2 separate regions of the Ovis aries genome follow, and region 1 is linked to region 2. The links are chromatin contacts, called in public Hi-C maps. All regions are on one chromosome and are shown on one strand. The core of a region is the stretch at or near the end of the contact, and the rest is flanking DNA. Distances in the headings are between cores, read along the strand shown.

What was found. A called contact is a pair of places that touch in the nucleus more often than the background predicts.
Region 1: a contact with region 2 is called in a Hi-C map of tail adipose tissue, with 10 times the contacts expected there. The contact joins the promoter of RXFP3 here to the enhancer-like site in region 2. A contact is called at or near these places in 7 of 16 Hi-C or Micro-C datasets (hypothalamus, liver, mixed tissues and 3 more).

Annotation. Positions count from the first base shown.
Region 1 is chr16:39,986,058-39,992,913 of ARS-UI_Ramb_v3.0, forward strand. It overlaps RXFP3 (relaxin family peptide receptor 3), which reads right to left and starts at 3,173. Exons shown (of 1, transcript XM_042233902.2): 1 at 1-3,173. The coding sequence starts at 2,598. The coding sequence ends at 1,222.
Region 2 is chr16:39,843,149-39,849,769 of ARS-UI_Ramb_v3.0, forward strand. No RefSeq gene overlaps it. Among named protein-coding and RNA genes, the nearest start is that of C1QTNF3, 38 kb to the right of the region's middle. Within about 2 kb of position 3,218, at least 13 of the 54 cell types and tissues checked have an H3K27ac peak or open chromatin away from gene starts, as enhancers often do. A contact at or near this core is called in liver, where this site is marked.

The sequences.
Region 1 (6,856 bases), core at 1,923-4,422, 140 kb after region 2:
GTGAGGCTGCAGAAAAGTCTCTACTCCCCGTGGCGTGTCTCCTTAGACCTGTTCAAATTGCTTCAGGGCACAGCTCACCTGCAGTGCATGGACCCGAGCGGACACAGTGTCTCCAGGCACCCGCAGGGCTCTCAAGGGAATCCAGACTCGCTGCTTCCAGCGCAGGGCGCACTCACTTGCTGTTGGAGTGCCCAGAGAGCACGTGCCCCGCCCCCACTTCTCTTTGAGAATCCCAGGGACGGGGGAGCCTGGTGGGCTTCCTGCTATGGGGTCGCCTAGAGTCGGACACGACTGAAGCGACTTAGCAGCAGCAGCAGCGGCAGAGTCGGACACGACTGAAGCGACTTAGCAGCAGCAGCAGCCTGAAGAAGTCGCTCTCTTCAGCCTCTGTAATCTCCCTGAGTCCGCTCGCTCTCGCAGGGAAGCCACTCCCGGCAAAGAGCTGTTCTAGTACACGCGAGCGTTTTGGTTCCGGCGACCCTTGAGCGGTGCAGAGTCCCAGTCCGGCTCCGGGTGTGCGCACTCTCCCCGACCCAAAAGATAAAGCATACGCCTCATGGGAGGTGGCTCTTTCTCGGTGCATTTCTCCTGCGGGCGGAACAAGATTGTCACTTCTTTCTTTCAACTCCGAAGAAGTTTCCGGGTCCCATACTTTAGGCCTGCCCGCAGCCAAGCAGCAGATCAGACCTTCGCGCCCCGGCTGTCCCAGAACCAGGGCGCAAAGGTTTTGAGGGTGGCTCCCCCGGCTGCGTGCACCTTGAGGAGTTTTTCAAGAGCTGCCAAAAAAAAGTTTCTGTAATACATGTGCTCAACTGTGCGCACCATTTGGCTGAGGCCACTTCCTCGCCCCCGAATTACTCTACATTCCGGATGCCTTTCTCCTCCTTCTGGGCGCCCTACACTGCCCAGCCTACACTACGTGGCCTAAGAGGAGGAAGGGAGTGCGTGTAGAGAGAAGGGGAACGGAGGCTGATGGCTTGGGCCTGTAAGGCTGAGCTCGGCCCCTTTGCCAGCTTGTCTCTCCACCTGGGTTCGCAGCCTCCCCTCTCCGGAGGAGGTCCCCAACCTCTTCTTAGGCTGCTCCTTTGTGCTCCTCTCCATCCTCCTCCCTCCTAAACTCTGGATCCGGAGGTCCCCCTCTCATCCCTTCACCCGCTCTGCTCTTTTCCCTCCAGGAAAAACAGCTTTGCAGTTTGCGCGCACCCTGGACTTCGGCCCGCGTCAGTAGACCGAGCTGCTGGGCAGCAGGTCGTAGCGCCCGCCGCTGTAGACCACCACGCCAGGCGGGTAGTAGAGCAGGTCGGGCTCCGCGGCTTGGTGGAGAGGCGCCAGGGCCTGCAGTCCCTGGTCCTCCGGCTCAGGCTTGGTGGTGGCGGTGAAAGGGCGCATGCTGGTGAGAGAAGGCGACGCGATGCGCCACAGTAGGTTCTTGAGCGCTTTGCGGAACTCGCGGCGTACGAGGCAGTAGAGGATGGGATTGAGACAGCTGTTCGAGTGCGCCAGGCACACGCTCACGGGGAAAGCGTACACCTGGCACAGGAAGTACTCTTGGCTGAAGGGCACCGCGTTGAACTTGATGAGGATGCTCCAGGTGGTGAGCGCCTGGTTGGGCAGCCAACACAAGAAGAAGGACAGGACCACGATGGTCACTGATTTGGTGACCTTGGAGCGTCTCCGAGCGCTGGCTCCGGCCAGGCCTCCCCCGGCCGCTGAGGCTCCTCCTTCGGTCCCTGCCACGCGGTGGTCGGAGATGAAGCGCACCAGTAGCAGGTAGCACAGGCTGATGATGCCTAGCGGCAGCACGAAGCCCAGCAGCACCTTCTGCAAGTGGTAGAGGCCCAGCCAGAACTGCCTGTCGCGGCCCAGCAACCTGTCGGGGAAGCGCACCAGGCACAGCTCCTCCCCCATCACCTTGACCGTGGTGGAGAAGACGGCGTTGGGCAGCGAGGCCAGCGCGGCGGAGGCCCAGATCATCGCGCACAGTGCTTTGACGGAGAAGCAGCAGCTGTCCCCCAGGCTCCGGCCGCAGCAGTCGCCCCGGCCGTACCCTCGGGTCTGGTGGCTCTTAAGAGCCGAGGCCACCGAGTGGTAGCGCGCCACGCTCATGGAGGTGAGAAAGAAAACGCTGGCATACATGTTCATGGACGTCACTATGGATACGATCTTACACATGGCCTTGCCGAAGGGCCATTTGAAGTCAAGGGCGTTTTCCACGGCCCAGAAGGGCAGAGTGAGCACGAACTGGAAGTCCGTCAGCGCCAGGTTGGTGACGAAGAGGTTGATGGAGGACTTGCGCCAGCCCTGCTTGCTCTTCATCAGATAGAGCACCAGCAGGTTGCCGGTCAGCCCCAGTGCGCAAACCACCCAGTACACCACGCTGACGAGGATGCGCACCCGGGCCTCGGGGTCCGCGCTCTCCGCCCCGCCGCCGCTCGGGGGGTGCCCCGGCGCCGCGCCGTCAGGCAACTCCAGCCCCAGCTCCCACCACAAGTCCTGGAGCTGCAGCGACGCGTTGCCGCTGAAGTTAGCCGCCTGCAGAAGGTCCGGGACCCGACCGATGAGTTCTGTGAGCTCGTCCCCGCCAGCTGCCTTATTCATGGTGGCTGGAGCGGCTGCCGCGGCCACCTGCCCGCGCTGGCGCCTCTAGGTCATGTTTCGGGAGATAGCTCCTAAGGGGAGTCCGGCTCTTCCGGGGTTCCGGCGCGCGCGGGGGCTTTCAAAGTAGCTGTGGAAGAGAGCGCCTAGGAACAGGGCGCCAGGCGCGTCCCCGGCGCGCGGAGCTTGGCCTTGGGCGTGAAAATGGGCGCCGAGCGTCGGTTCTGGAGGGGTATTCTAGAGTAGAGACGCACAGCTCCCAAGGCGAGCGAACGGCGTCGAAAGGTTGTCCGGCCAAGGCTGGCGTCTGCGGGTCTCTACTGTAAAGACTCAGATTTTTTTGCCCCTAGCGTTTCCTGCTGTCGCTTGGGCACTAGCGCGTTCCCTCCCTGCAGATCCAGACCGCTCCTGGGGGCCCGCTCTTTCCCTTTCAAATACCTTTGTAGGTTTCCTCCGCAGCTGCTCCGACGAGGTTTCTGAAGAGAGTTCTGTCTACTTCGCTGAAACTCTCTGGAGGGCTTTCGATGCCGGCCTCACTGCCTCGCATCTCCGTCTCTCCGCTGCTGTCGACTCGCAGTGAGTTGCCAGCCGCGTTGCCGCGAGTTGTATTTCCACCCGCACAGCGGAGGCTGCGGGCTCCCGAAGAGCATGCGTAACCCCAGCGCCAGGAGAGGGGGCGCTTTCCGAGGTGCTGAACTTCGTCGCACGCGCCACGCCGCGGGGCCAGTCTCCCTTTTCAGTTTCAAAAGGTCGTAAAGCCCTTTATTTCCCTCTGTTGCTGGAGAAAGTCGGCTTTGATTTGCGATCGCTTTTCCTTCCTCATCCCCCAACATAATTAGGAGAATTTTTTTCTTTCTCACTTCCAAATGCACAGTCTTCTGCCCATTTTTCTTTTTTAAAGCAACAATATTTGTCTCTTTTCATGCCCATACATTAAATCAGATGGTGGGCTCTTACTGAATACCCAAACGCCAGCTCCACTTTCCCTTAGTAATAGATGACCACTGTAATTGGCGTCTGTGGTTGTCAGGATTTTCAAAGCGTCTTCACGTAACAGAACTGTGGGTTCAGGTGTTGGTATCTGCTTTGGTGTATTCTGAGAACTGAAGCTAAGCAAAACATGTAACTGGTGCGCTAACCTCACAGGCACTAGATGCTTAGCTCTCAGCCCACAGCTCTTTAACAGATTGTTTACTCACATTCAACCACACTCTCTTTACTCTGATGCAGTTGGAAAAGAGGTTTTCATAGGGCTGTTTTTGGCACCAGTACCCATACTACTATTATAATCAGAACTCTTAACCAGGTGTTGTTTGCTTGTTTGTTTGCTTCAGACCAATGGAAGTAAATTTGAAGGACTCTTCTAAGTTCCTTTGGGCAAAGGGAATCAATATAAACCATTTGAGTCACTTCTTAAGTTGCAGTTTAAGTGCCAGATCAACTGCTCTGGTGTAAAATGTACGCTTCTTAGGAAACACTTAAGAAATTTGAAATGTTTTTCTCATTGTGCTGGACTAAACAGAAACAAAAGTTTATTAAACGTAATTGTCCTCACTCTTGCAGAGCGCCTGACTTTACTTACAGAGATAAAAAGGTTGCGACTTTAAAGCAGAGGAGACAGAAAAGCATACTGAAAAGGGAACATGGTATAATATAGCTCAGTTGGTAATGAATCTGCCTGCAGTGCAGGAGATTCCGGTTCGATTCCTGTGTCGGGAAGCTCCCCTGGAGAAGGGAAAGGCTACCCACTCCAGCATTCTGGCCTGGAGAATTCCATGGATTGTTTGGTTCATGGGGTCGCAAAGAGTCGAAGACGACTGAGGGACTTGCACTTCACTTCATGCAAAACAAACGGAGAGAAAAGGAAACATCTTGATTCCAAAACCAGAACACAGTTCCAGAGAACACCTTCACTATAGTCTCGGTATTGCTCCATTTACCCGCTAGGGGGCGCGAGAGTTTTAATAAAAACAAGTGTTAGTTCGGTTGTGTCCGACTCAGCAACTGCATGGACTGTAGCAACTCCGTGGACTGTAGCCCGCCAGGCTCCTCTGTCCAGGGGATTTCCCAGCCAAAACTACTGGAGAGGGCTGCCATTCCCTTCTCCAGGGGATCTTTTCGAACCAGGGATCGAACCTCAATCTCTTGCAGCTCCTACATTGCGGCCGGATTCTTTACCACTGAGCCACCAGGGAAAACAGAAACCAAGGCAAACCACTTCCTTTGAGAAGCTGTAATCTGAAGAAGCTCAGCCCTTCTCTGAACCAATAAGACGCACAAGTTGCCTCTGTGTACACCTCTTTATCCCTGTGTAAGTAGCCTCTTGTTCAAGCTCAGTTCTCACTCCAATTTTTGCTAGCTTTTTCGCCATCAAATTTTTCTTTCTCCTTTAGTTAAAAAAGTTTAAAAATAATTCAAGGTGCTGTTGAAAAACAAGGAAGCCTAGGGTATACCCTGAGAGCCCTTTGCCTCAGTTTCCTCCTGTGTACATGGAGGAATTGTGGTTTTCAAATATTCTGAGGATAAGTACTGAGCAGGTGACATCTGAGTCGGGGGTGAGGGGGTTGGGTGGGGAGGGGGAGCTTCCTAAAATATAAGTTGCAGCTCTCCTCCCAGCCCCATGTGGTCACAGAGATTCTTATTCTCCGAATTGGAGTTGGCAAGGGGCCCAACAGTCTATACGTGAAAACATTCTTCCAGGTTTGATACTGATTTTCCCCCAAATTTGGGAATATTTGGATTAATTTTTATTCATTCTCTAAGCTCTCCATGTGAAAACATTTAAGTCCCAAAGAAATCTTAATTTTCAATGTTGGTTGATCACACACTAGGATTGGAAGCAAAGAAAGAAAAGGAGGTCTTGCTGAATTCCTTAATAATCACATTTAGATCCAACAATGACATTTCCTTCATTGTAGGATGGGGGGACCAGGTGCTCCTGAGATCTGCCAGGCCTTAAGTACTTGGCCGGCAAGACAGACTGAGGCCCCAGGAGAGGCTACTCCCAAGTGCGACTCCCAGAGAACGCTGCTGGAGTGCTTCTGAGCCTAAAATGCTCTTCATTTCCAAATCTGTGTTCTCTGAAAATAAAGTACAGGTTGTGTGCAGGAATTTATAGTATCACTTAAGTAAGTCTGTGTTATGGAAGCAAGACAGTCTCTTTTCAAATAAGTTCTTTTTCAATATGACCTTAAGATATTTTAGACCGTATTTCTTAAAATCATGGGCCATGTTTTCCTCAGACAGCATCTAATATGTTCAAAGAGAGAGGCAAATCAGTTATGGCCAAATATCATTTAGGTATATTGTTAAAATATTACCAAAATCTTCCCATAAAGATTCCTAATGGAAAATTTGGAAAACTGACAAATTTTCAAAGTGTACATAGATTTATAAGGATCAACCCTGTGGAAAAATTAAAAGAGAAGCTTTTGTAGTTGTCTGTTTTTAATAAACTAGCTATGCTTCCTTCCCTTGCCCCATGAGTCTAATTGTTAAGTTTTATTGCTATGAATCCGCAAGTCAGTGTCTTTGCTTAAAAATGTTCTTATGAAAGTTCTTCCTCTATTCTCTTCTCTCTTTTCCCCAAATTCAACGTATTTCGATGTTACTTGTACTGCTTAATATTACTAGTAAAAGATTACTGTTTTTTGGGAAGCTTTCTGAATTCTCTGAAAACTAGGTATTGATCCTTTCCCCTCTCGAGTATCTTTGAGCCCTCTATCAGCACATCTCTTAAGGCATGCCTCCGATCAAGGAGTGCTGTGACTCTTTCTGAATATTTCAAGTGTCAGTCTTGCAGAGCAGGATGTGTATCGTTGCTGTTTGCCCTTAGTGCTGAGCCCAGGCTTTTCACATGTATGAGCACAGGACACATTTATAGACTGGACTCTGCATTCAGATGCAATCTTCCTACTAAGGCAGTGCCTTTAAAAGATAACTTAGAAGTTTTTCTTAACTATCCACTCCTATAGAATATCCAAGTCTAACTCCAGGATAATTGATTTATTTAAAACATGTTTCATTTTTTCCTACGCTATGTGAGTGTGAAAAGTGAAGTCACTCAGTCGTGTCTGACTCTTTCTGACTCCATGGACTGTAGCCTACCAGGCTCCCCCTGTCCATGGGATTTTCCAGGCAATAGTACTGGAGTGGATTGCCATTTCCTTCTCCAGGGGATCTTCCCGACCCAGGGATCTAACCCGGGTCTCCTGCATTGTAGACAGGCGCTTTACCATCTGAGCCACCAGGGAGAGGAGGA
Region 2 (6,621 bases), core at 1,968-4,467:
GCTGTAGATTAAAGCCTAGTTGATTATTTCTGATTGGTTGTCCTTTTGTTGTTCAGTCATTCATTCGTGTCCAACCATTTGCAACTCCATGGACTGCAGCATGTCGGGCTTCCCTGTCCTTCACCATCTCCCAGAGTTTGCTCAAACTCATGTCTATTGAGTCAATGATGCTATCCAACCATATCATCCTCTGTCGCTCCCTTCTCCTCCTGCCTTCAATCTTTCCCAGTATCAGGGTCTTTTCCAATGAGTTGACTCTTTCCATCAAATGGCCAAAAGTATTGAAGCTTCAGCTTCAGCATCAGTCCTTCCAATAAATATTCAGGTCTGATTTCCTTTTTAGGATTGACTGGTTTGATCTCCTTGCAGTCCAAGGGACTCTCAAGAGTCTTCTCCAGTACCACAGCTCAAAAGCATCGTTCTTCTGTGCTCAGCTTTCTTTATGGTCCACCTCTCACGTCCACACATGATTACTGGAGAAACCATACATTTGGTTGTTCTTAGTGTTTTACTTTGGAACCTTGAGGCATTTACAGGCTTAGATTTTGGTTTCTTAAGTAAGTCATCACCACATTAGAGCCACATCTGTCCGATGTCCTCCTTGTTTAATTACCACTCTTAACAAACAAGATGTTTTTCTGAAATGTTCATGACCCATCACTATAGTCATTCCTGCCTACTGTTCTAATTTGAGGAAATCATATTGAAGTGTTACTTCCCTTGGTCAATGAGGTATGACATCTCTCTCCCTTCTTCTTGGCCTGAAATTCCTTTCCTACTCAGAATCTCTAGACAGACAGCAGAGACTGGGTCATTGCCTCAAGCAGTAGCCCACAGCAAGTTCTCCGGCGGTCCGCTGGTTGGGACTCTGCACTTTCACTGCGGAGGGCACTTGTTCAAGCCCTGGTCAGGGAAACGTGCTGTGTGCTGCGCTCAGCCGTATCTGACTCTTTTCTGACCCCATGGACTGTTGCTGCCAGGCTTCTCTGTCCGAGAGATTTTTCCAGGCAAGAATATTGGGGTGTCTTGCATTTCTTCCTCCAAGGGATCTTCCCGACCCAGGGATCGAACTGGCATCCCCTGCGTCTCCTGCATTGCAGGTGGATTCTTTTTGACCGCTGCGCCACTGGGTGAGCCTGCACCAGTGGACGCAGGGCCTCTTGGAATCCTTCTGAAGACAGGCAAGCTGCACTCGCAGAAGGCCTCGTGTGCTTGAGCTCCATTTTGTTCTGCCGCTACACAGGTTCTACATGTCCCTCTGGCGGTATTGGACCCTGGGAACTTTCTACCTTGCCACATTGTCTGCCAGATTCATACTCTACACCTTAAATGTTCATTGAAGTAAATGAGCTCTTTGCCAAATGACAGGACAGCCGGCAATTTGTTCTTCAGAACACTCTTGAATGGCAATTTTAAACAGATTCCACAAGCTGCAAGGCGCCCTCCGCCCTCCCCCCAAGTTACCGATTACTGTCTTTGGACCGATAATGTTGTCAGGGAGGAGGAGCCTCTTTAGTCTGTTTGTATCCATCAGTCCTGAAGCACGATGATCTTACAGAATCCCAAGGCCTCAGGCCACCATCCTCAGAAGGTAAGATACAGGTAAGGTTCCAAAAAGGAGTTCTGAGAAGCCTGAGAATAAACACTTGGGAAGGCAGTTCTGACTGACGGGGTGGCTCTCACACCTGATGGACTGAATATGAGAATATCCGGACAGACTGGTACCTCAACACTCTGACAAATCCCACAAACAAACCACAGGCCTTTTTCCACCAGAACCAACATTTTAGTGTGTGTAGTGCTCTTGCCTGGAAAATCCCATGGACAGAGGAGCCTGGTGGGCTGCAGTCCATGGGGTCACCAAGAGTCAGACACGACTGAGTGACTTCCCTTTCACTTTTCACTTTCATGCATTGGAGAAGGACATGGCAACCCACTCCAGTGTTCTTGCTTGGAGAATCCCAGGGATGGGGGAGCCTGGTGGGCTGCCATCTGTGGGGTCGCACATAGTCAGACATGACTGAAGCGACTTAGCAGCAGCAGCAGCAGCAGCAGCAGCAGCAGCAGCAGCAGCAGCAGCAGCTCTCCTATCACCATGCTCTCAAACCCTGCCTGTTTTCCTTAAAGAAACTAACAGAGGGCGCTGTCACCCAACGGTAACTACATTAGAGTGCCGCCAAACCATTTTCCAATCCAGTAAATCGTCTCCTCCCACTCCAGTTTATGAAAATTCATCTCTTTTGAGCAATTCCAGACTGAATTCATTTTTTTCAGCTTTCTGCTCAGCTGTGGTGGAGATGTTTGTTTACAACAGTATCTTTGCCGAACATATGCTGTATGGTTTGGGTAATTCAACATCCTGGTGGAGCCCAAAGAAACACAGAAGATGACAGTTTGGGCAGCGTGATTTTGTTGCACACAGACAGAATGAGCGTCATTCTTGTGTTTAGGAGGCCAAGACTGCAAACACTGCAAAGATGCAAAGGGAATTTGGGTAATGAAGGAGGTGGAACAGGAAGGGCTGCACATCCTAAACAATGAAGTGGGCTCACACACACACATTGGATTTTCAGTTGGTCAAAATGAGCAGGGGTTTTTGGTTCACAAGCGTTTCCCCAGGGCCTGGCATCCCTGCCTGCCACATATTAATGCCTATAAATACCTTTGAATCATAACTAATATATTCAATGTCAGAATTTGTTGAGAAGTTCAGTCCACTGGCTGTTTAGTTTATGAGGTGCTAAATAACCATTTTAACTGACTTAAAAAAAACTCAGCTAAATGAATCAGCCCTTTGTTTGAAGATCACAGGGACAAAGTCAGTAAACATATTGAGCAAACACTGCCCTCTAACCCTCAGCTCTCCTGCACCCTCCCATTCTCCTTACTTGACTTTCTTTCCCACAGAGACCCTTGCAGATGGGTTACTGTGAGCCTGGCCCTTGAGGGGACTGAAGCCATGCCAGTGTTTTCCCCAGTGGCCAGTGGGGGGACGCTCACTCTGCTCCTCTAATCTCTGCCTCCTGCCCTTCACATCCAGGACAGATCCCCAAGGAAGCAGCAAGAGAGATCTCTTCCCTCCTCTGCCTGGAACCCATCACTTCATCTTGTGACAGTGCTCAGACCCCAGAGGGGAGCGTGGGCACATCACTGAGCCCATGGGAACCTAGTGCTATCATCGTGATCTGGTTTTGTCATCCGGACCTGTGACCTGAGCCTAGGAACTCTGTCTTCCCTTTCATCTCCAGCTTTCTGTTCCTCAGACCCACACACCTGGGGCGGGGCAGGAGGTAGCAGTCTGTTCCCGAGTGTGGGGCAAAGGTCCCCAAAGCCCGGGCCTGGCCTGCAGCAGCTTCACCTGGGAATTAATAGAAACGCAAGTTCCCGCTCTCCTTAGACCTTTGGGGCTGTGGACACTCGGGCTATAATTGAACAGCACCTGGGGATTCTGATCCCCGTGAAACTGAACCCCTGTCCTGCAATTGTGTGGAGAGGAAGGGGTCAAGAGATAGAGGAGCTTGGGGCCCCTGAGGCTGGAGGAGGGGGGTCAGGGTGGGGCTGGAGGCTGGGAAATGAAAAGCACATGGAATTCCTGGGTGGCTAAGAGCACAGGCTCTCATCTGACTGCTTGAATCCCAGCCCTGCCACCTACTGTGTGTGTGTGTGTGTGTGTGTGTGTGTGTGTGTGTGACCTGAGTAGGAGGCTTGGACTCTCTCTCTGTGCTTCTGTCTCTAAAATTCTAATACAGCCAGTAGTAGGACCATAGCAGATGCAGCTCTAGTGCCACCCCTTAATCCCTTCAGGATACCCCTCCCTGAGGTCTTTGCTCTTTCTGGATGTCAAAGCCAGCTCTCCACATCTAAGCACCCTGTCCTCATCCGCTAACAGGACAGCAGCCCCCGAACAATGACTGCTCAGGTGGGTGTGTCCAAACCCCGGCCCCCTTGGCCCATTGTGACTGTGTGTCCCGTGCAGATTCTACCCTTTCCTCAGCAGGAATAAGCTCCAGTTACCTCAGTGAGTGGTATGTGTGTCTCACCCCTCACGTTCCAGCTTTTCTCAGCTTGCTTTCCAAGACCCCCTTCTGAACAAACAGCCTCCTCTTGAGTTCTCCCCTCAAGGTCTCCTTTGGAAGAACCCGAGCCAAACCAAGAGCTCTCCCTCTATGGTTGATTGAGGTTAATGCAATCAGCTTTGAGAACCATGCTCCATACACAGTAGGCGCTCCATAGAGGCCTGCCATTGTTGTGAGCACCTGAGCACTGAATGTGGAGTCAGGACACCTGATTCCAGTCTTGCTTTGCACCAGCCAGTGAGGGAAGCCCGAGGAAGCCAGTTATCCGCCGCCCCCCACCCCTCAACCCTGAGGGTCAGTTTCTACCCTATCAGGGCTATTTGGAGAATAAAACAGAAGAGCTCAGGAGGCAGTTTGCAAACTGTGAAGGGAAACACCAAAGTGAAAGGTAAGAGGAAACAAAGGCTGAGGAAACTCACCCAGCTCAGCTCCATCTTCCCTGGATCCTGGAACCAGGACTGCCTCGGGCCCAGAAAGAACTCTCCCGACCAGTGTCCACCGTCTGTGGGGGCGGGGATCCAGAGGAGTGCTGAGCACTGCTGAAAATCGGGCCTTTTGGTCCACCCTGTACTGAGCACTTGGGGCTGAGTCTCAGGCATCATGAGGATTTTATTTCAAGGTATTTAAAATGAGTCTATTAGAAACAGGAGCAATTCCAAATGGGGTCTGAAAACAGAGTCACATTCCAATATTTATCTTTTACAGACTAAATGTTTGTAACAGGAAAAATGTGAAGAGCCAACTCATTTAAAAAGACCCTGATGCTGGGAAAGATTGATGGCAGGAGGAGAAGGGGACAACAGAGGATGAGATGTTAGGAGGGCATCACCAACTTAATGGACATGAATTTGAGCAAACTCCAGGAGAAGGTGAAGGACAGGGAAGCCTGGCATGCTGCAGTTAATGGGGTCGCAAAGAGTTGGACATGACTTAGCACCTGAACAACAAAAGGAAAAGTGCAAGGCAGCATGAGAGTGCCATCAGCACGGCAATTAAACTACCTATGGGTCATTTTTAATGCACAGTGCGGGACGGGAGGAGTGGTCCAGGGCAAGGCTTGGAAATCGTCTGCCTTGAACCATGTGGATTTTGTTGAAGAACCCGCAACCTTAATTGGCCAGGATATCAGAGGCCCAAGTCCTTGGCCCTGCGTACTCCGCCTGAGCAGGGAAGGCTGTTTTGAAATTGGGGATGTCGGAAGGGCTTTCTGGGAGTCCCATGGAGTGAGGACTGCAGGGGAGAGACAGAGAATTTATTTGGACATAAGAGCAGCTAGCAGACCGGGGCCCTGAAGGGCTGAAAAAAAGACCTAGGAAATGGTGACGAAAACATGAAAGGAACTAACAGATATTTTTAAGGGAAACACTCTTGGTTTTTTGTGTTTTTTTCACCTCTGTGAAATAACAGAAACACAACCAGAATTATTAATAGTAGAGGGCCATTTTTAAAGAAAGAATACGAGGAGTTCATCTCCAACTTCCAGAAGCTTCCAGCAACTGGTGACTTCTGTCAGGTGACTGCTTCACTGACCTGGAGGAAAAACAAGTTTTACTCAGGCAGGCAGCTTGCCAAGGACTGTTCCTTCAGCCAGGCATGGTTGTCTTTTTCTCCCCAAGCGTGTTTTCCCTCAAACTGTCCAGGCAAAGGCCAGTAGGAGATGACATGTCCCAGGGTGGTGAGTGTTGCTGACAAATGTCGTGTCCCCTCAGACTTCATCCTGTAGGGTGGGAAAATGCTGAGGTGTCCAAGATGCTGTGACGCTTGAGGGGAGACTTGTCTGGACTTGAAGACCCCGACTCTTCAAGTTTAAAGTGCCAGGAGGGGTCCCAGGAGGGACAAAGGGCCCCTGGAAGGTTAGCTAGGTCCACTCCTCTCTGACATACTGCTGTACTCACCACCAGGGAGGGGTCAGGCCGGTTGCTTTACCTCAAAGACCTCAGTGTGACCAACTGAAAAGTAGTAATAACATGGCGGGGACCAGCTCCCAGACAGGCTTCAGTTTGAGAAGAGGCGGGTGCTGGGAGTTGGGGAAGCAAGTGGCCCAGTGGAGAGAAGCCAGCCTCCTGGTGATGGCTGAGGGTGCTGGGCCTTTGGGGAGTTTCTGAGAATGGTGGGGGCCTGTGCCTTGTGAGCATACAGCTTGCAAGGCCAAGTATGGGATTTCCGCAGGGCTCAACCATGGAAACAAGAGAAGGAAGCTAAGAGCCGTGGCCTAGAGACTGAGGCAAAACATTCCTGCTTCTTCACTTAGCTCAGAAGAAATGGAGCTGCGTGTCTTCAAATGGAGTCACCCCTCAGGCTGACTAGGAAAGAACCGTATCTAGAGTTCCTCTTTCCAAATGTTGGCTCTTTGGATTCTTCTTGTCCGACTCTAGAGAGGAAAGACACCCCCAAAGGTGACTGGGTTTACGTTTCTCATCACCTGTGTATGCACGCTACAGCACCAACCCAGGCTTGCGGAGTTTAGCGCTTGGGAAGCTTGGAGAGCCATCTTTAAGAAAAACAGTACAAGACTATGAATACACAAGGAGGTGTGGAAGTGACT